2 separate regions of the Sus scrofa genome follow, and region 1 is linked to region 2. A link is a contact called in public promoter capture Hi-C data. All regions are on one chromosome and are shown on one strand. The core of a region is the stretch at or near the end of the contact, and the rest is flanking DNA. Distances in the headings are between cores, read along the strand shown. Region 1 holds the start of IPO8 (importin-8). Region 2 holds the start of FAM60A (protein FAM60A).

What was found. Promoter capture Hi-C pulls out the DNA fragments that hold promoters and counts their contacts.
Region 1: a promoter capture Hi-C map of liver shows a contact between it and region 2, with 4 times the contacts expected there. The contact joins the promoter of IPO8 here to the promoter of FAM60A in region 2. A contact is called at or near these places in 1 of 5 promoter capture datasets (liver), 2 of 47 Hi-C or Micro-C datasets (both in liver) and 1 of 2 datasets of contacts at active chromatin or transcription factors (alveolar macrophages).

What each region holds. Positions count from the first base shown.
Region 1 is chr5:43,098,316-43,101,015 of Sscrofa11.1, forward strand. It overlaps IPO8 (importin-8), which reads left to right and starts at 1,434. Exons shown (of 25, transcript XM_003126400.5): 1 at 1,434-1,867. The coding sequence starts at 1,784.
Region 2 is chr5:42,929,098-42,931,797 of Sscrofa11.1, forward strand. It overlaps FAM60A (protein FAM60A), which reads left to right and starts at 1,348. Exons shown (of 6, transcript XM_021092101.1): 1 at 1,348-1,533.

The sequences.
Region 1 (2,700 bases), core at 184-2,683, 170 kb after region 2:
GAGAAGGGTCTCAAGGGTTGGGACAGTTGCTGAGGTGCTGAAGATTTTGCTGAACAAAGGAAACAAATAGGATTGTTGAGCCCGATAAAAGAACACAGTGTCAATTTGTAACAGTGTCAATTTGCACAGTGGGTCAAGGGTAGATATGAAAAGTTAAATTGGGAGTTGAACAGCAGAGAAGGATGTGTATGTGGTCAGGACTGGATAAGCTAGGAGGACTGAAAAGTGACTGGGTTGGAAAACAAGTATAGAATTATTGAGGGAGAGAAAAAATGGAAGAAAAGGGTCCTAAATTGAAAAGAGGATACTGGAGTTAAGGTTTCAGAGGTCAAGGAGTTTTAGATCCCTGAGGTCCAAGAGAGTGGGATAAGGAAATAGTGTGAGGATGAAAGGCACTATGTTTCATAATAACTTGAAGTGCTAAGGAGTTTGTATTTTACCTGGAAATTGATAGGATATCATCAAGTAAGGAACATGACAATATTGACTGTTAAGAAACATTACTCTGATGGAAATGTAGAGAACAGGCAAAACTGGAGAAGCCAGAGAACTAGGCACTTTTGCACCCAGCTGAAGGGTGTGGTCCCATTTACAGCTTCTGCAGAGAGGAGGGATTTCAGGCATCTAAGTTTTCCGCCACGTATTTTCTACTCTACATTGAACCCAGTTAACTGAACCAGTCCTTCCCGATTATCTGCTCCTGGAACGATCACACCCCTTTTAATTGCATTTTGCCCACAGTCATCTTTACAAATGTAATCTGAACTCTCTTTTTCTGGGTTAACCTCAGGAACAACTAGCTCTTTCATATTTTTATGCTATTGAAATTGTGGGGCCAGATATGTCCACAGTGGAAACAGTATAACCTTTCTTGCCTTTAACTGTTTTTCTGAAAAGATTTGAAAAAATTTCGGAAACTCTCAGGCATATCAGTTCCTCTGATCTCTGTATTTCCACAGTTACTTTGTTTAAGTATATTTTTTGTTTACCTTTGTGTCTTCTATCACACCCTAAGTTCCTTCATAGTAACCTGCATTGAATTCATTTTGTTATAATGTGGTACCTAAATATCTCAGTACGCGGGCTCAAAAATACATGTTTAAAAATGTTCAGTCAATGAGTGTGTGAATGAAAGAACTAATGATGGCTCCCACAGACCGAGGGAAGTCCGTCCTCCCGTGGGCTAGATGATCTCAAGGTCCCAAAAAGTCTGCTCTGGAAGAGGCTCCGTTGTAATGATGCCCAAACGGTTCTCGGACTAACAAAAAGTGCCGCTCCATCCATACATGCTTAATTTGGAAGCAGCTGTAAGAGACACCTAGCCAGCTCGTTTCCCTCTCTGGGAAGAGGCGGGAGGCTGTTTTCCGTATGGCAGCAAGGCGGCCTCCTGCCGGAGCTGGTGAGACGTTTTCCTCTGGGGAAGAAGCCGAGACCACTTTCCGTACAGGAGCATGGTGGCCGCCAGTAGGAGCAGCCATATAGCATCACGCCCGGGGGAAGAGGCCGCCGTAAAAGAGGCGCCGCTTCCTCTTCTTACTTCTCCCGCCTCCCACCGGCTGTCGTAAAAGGGTGAATGGAGAGCGAGTTGTGGGGGGTAGAAAGGGAGGACAGGGGGCGCGGAGTCAGAGTGGCGCAGCAAGTGGCTGCAGGTGGCGACGGTGGCGGAGGTTGGGGAGTGAGGTAGTGCAGGGGTCGCGGAGGAGGAGGCTGAGAGGGTCAAAAGAAAAACTAAAGCTGCTGTCTGGCCTACTGGTCCGGGGGCCGCGGAGCCCCCGCCCGGGAGATGGACCTCAACCGGATCATCCAGGCGCTGAAGGGCACCATCGACCCGAAGCTGCGGATTGCAGCTGAGAATGAACTCAACCAGGTGAGGAGCGGGCCTGCGGCGCCCCCCTGCCGCCGAGCTGGCTCTCGGGGCTCTCTCTTCTCCGCACCCCGGATCTCCACCAGCACCCGGGCCCCGACCCCGACGCGTCTCTCGGCCTGTCCCACCCCCGCCCCAGCCCCCGCTCCGGGGTCCGGTGGCGCCGCTCTCCTGGGATCTTTTCTCAGCGGCTCACGCACCTGTTGGCCACCTTTGCATCTTTCCTGTCGTTTTCCTTCCCTAGTGCAGTTTGTTGAGCCCGTTTGGTTCGCAAAAAGAAGCTTTAGCAAGCTTTGCTAGTGTTTTCAGGGTGTGATTTCTTTTCCTTAAGTTCGCTGACTTGGTGGGAAAATACACCTAAAATTCAAATCTGAGTTCGGTTTTTCTGCAGATCCAGCCCTTTTTAGGTGTTGCTCTGGCAAACCCTGCCCATTGCCTGCTTCTGCGGGGTTGGCAGGACCGTGTAGACACTGATTGGCAGTTTTGTTGGAGCGCTGGGAAATGCTGCCGGAAGAGTTTTTTCATGGTGGTACTGCTTTACAAAAGATACGCCGAGTAATATTTGTAGGAATTTTTTATAAATGGTAAAATGTGTAAGACTTTCTTTTATCTTCCATCCTCTATCTTTATGAACTAGCCTTAGTTCGAGTGATAGCACCGACATTTCCATACTAGCTTATATTTTCCTCCTCACCTGTAGGAATAAATCACAGCCTTCTCACTAAAAAGTACGAATTAAGGTCTGTTAATGGATAGAGTGACAGCTGTTTGAGGTTGCAGTAATCCTTAAAATGTAAAGAAATATACCTAAATTAGTGGTTCTCAAAGTGTTGCCC
Region 2 (2,700 bases), core at 98-2,597:
ACCTTATGGTTCCTAGTGGGATTTGTTAACCACTGAGCCACAACGGGAACTCCTGTTTGTAGACTTTTTAATGATGGTCATTCTAGCCAGTGTAAGGTGGTATCTCAAAGTGGTTTTGATTTGCATCAGAAATATCTAAGTCCACATTGTTGACACTACAGTGAAAGCAGTGAAACTTGTCAGCAGATGATTAAGTTTTATGGTTAATGTCCACACTTTTGCATCTTGGGACCAATATCAAGTTTCTGGGAAAAACATCCTTCCTGTCTCCCCATGTCTGTCATTAAATCAGTGTCTCAGCCTGTTGGTGTTAGATGTGTTCTTGGAATAAAGGTGTACCACAATTATTTTTTTTCCATTTTTCACTTATTGGTCTGAGATTTACTTCAGTTCTTCAGTTTTTTTTTTTTTTTTTCTCTTCTGGGGCAAGAAGCATTTAGATTGTTGGTTTATTACATATTCCATAAGGGAAACTCTGCATTTCACCGGCAACTTTTTCAATTCCCAAGACCACCAGTTGGTGGTATTATTTCTGGGTGATTGGATCACCCTTTACTAGCAGCTGGAGGTGGGATGTGTGTCCCTAGATTACTGGCTTTCCACTATAAAAGAAAAGCGACACTATTCCCACGGAAATTAACAACTCTTCAACTGCAACAGGCTTGAAATCTTAAGGCCAAAGTGGAGAAAAAAACTGAATTATTATGGAGTGGGTTACTCTTTGAGGAGTGCAGACGGGAGCTGGTGAATGAACAGAATGTCAAAATGGGACTTTATTAAACGACTCATTAAAACTGCAAGAAAGACAAATCTCCGTTGGCCTCAGAGAATTTAAAAAAAAAAAGATTCAAAAACCCTTTTTCAAGCAAAACTTAGGAAACATGGGAGAAGTATTAATTCAATCTGGGCGCTTGGAAGACCACCTCCCCTGCCACTTCAGTTCAGACACTGGGCAGAGATGTGAAAATTTTGCAAAAACAGCCTTCAAAACTATTTTTCAACGCGAAACGGTGTGCGCGAAAAGCTTCCGAGTGTAAAGTACGACACGCAGCCCAGTGTTCTCCCTGGGTTGCTAACCTTTCCGCCTTTCCCCTCTCGCCACTCCCCCTTAGCCTGGGCCTCCAGCCAGGGGGCGTTTGTTTACGTGACGTCACCGTAGTAAGCAGTCCCCGCCCCCGTTTCCCTGTGGCCGCCGCGTTTCCCGCGCCGCGGCGCTTCTCCCCTTAAAAGGACAATAGAGGCCTCGGGAGCGCGCGCGGCCGCCGGGCCTTCTCCCCTCCCAGCCCTCGACGCGCGCGCGCCCGTATGCAAATAAGTTCGATTCAGGAGAATTTTGTACCAGGAGCTGCGCGTGCGCAGAAGGAAAGCGGAATCTACACCTTCCCCGCCAGCCGTGGCAACTGCAGAACTGCAGGAGACAATCTTTCTAGACAAGGCAGTTGAGGAGGAGGGAGCGATTGGAGCGTGGGTTGGCTTGGCGTGCACTCCCCACCTCTGAAACATTATTGCGCGTGGAACGGTTGCTTCTGGAAGGTGAGTGACTCTAACCATTACTGCGGTGCAAAACTGTCTCAGGAGGCTTTGATTTCGGAGTGGCTTTTTTTCTCTTTTCACCTCACCTCACCACCTCCCCCAGTCCTTCCACAGACACACACGCACACATTCATATACGCACACAGGAAGTTTTGTCTTGGAGATGGCATTGCTTGGAGCGCGGTTTTCGTGGTCCTCAGACCCCAGATTCTTTGTATCTGCATGTTTAGTGTGTCCTTTTTAATTGGGGAGGGTATTTGAGGCAAACCGAAAGTCTTGGGGTGGGGGAAGTGAGTGAAGCCTGGAAGAGTGAGGAGTCGCCGGAGTTGAGGGGTCCACATTGAAGGTGACAATGACTTTTCTCAGCCGCAGTGCTCGCTGGCGAAAAGGAGCCTGGTGGCTGAAAGGCCCGAGAGAAAACGAGTTGCTGGCGACTGCCGAGGGGCCCTGGGTCGGTGCACCCGCGTGGGCGCGCGCCCGGGAGTGGCCGGGCGCCGTTGTTGGACCTCGTGGTTGAGTTTCTTGCCCCCCCACCCCCGGCGCGTGTTTAGATGAGTGTGGACAATGAATGCCCCTCGCTCGAAAACTAAGTTGCGTCTACTTGTGAGCTGGCCGGCGGAGGAGGTTTAAATTGGCCTTTCGGCTTGGTGCCGGCATGGCCGGAGTGCATGCGGGTGGCGTTGTCCGCCCAACTCCGGAGGGATGCGGATGCGACAATGAGCAGCACGCGGCCGCTCGGAAGCGGCCCCGGCTCTGAAACGCTTCTCCCCAGGGCCGCGCCCAGGCAGCGCAGGCGTTCGGGGTGTCTGGAGCCTCAAGTTTGGTCCGCAATTTATTCACCTGTAGCGTGGTTTGGGCGCCGCGGCGCTCTCTAGGGCCACGGTGTACGGCTTAAGATGGCCAGTCGGAGTCAAGTTGACTTGGGGATGGAGGCAGCGGCGTTGTCTGCGCCGGAGGAGTGCGGGAACTCAGGAGGGCACTGCTTTTTGTGCCGAGCGTGACAGACCACGTGCTGGGGCTGCGACCCGGGTTTGCTCCCAGGTCCGGCTGAGCCTCTGGCTCGCGGTCAGCCGGGAGATGCGGGTGCTGTCGGGGCCGGCCGGCAGGACAATGTGACTTGCTGATGATGGCGTCTTGCCAGTTTCAAAAGCAGAGTGAAAGTCGCCA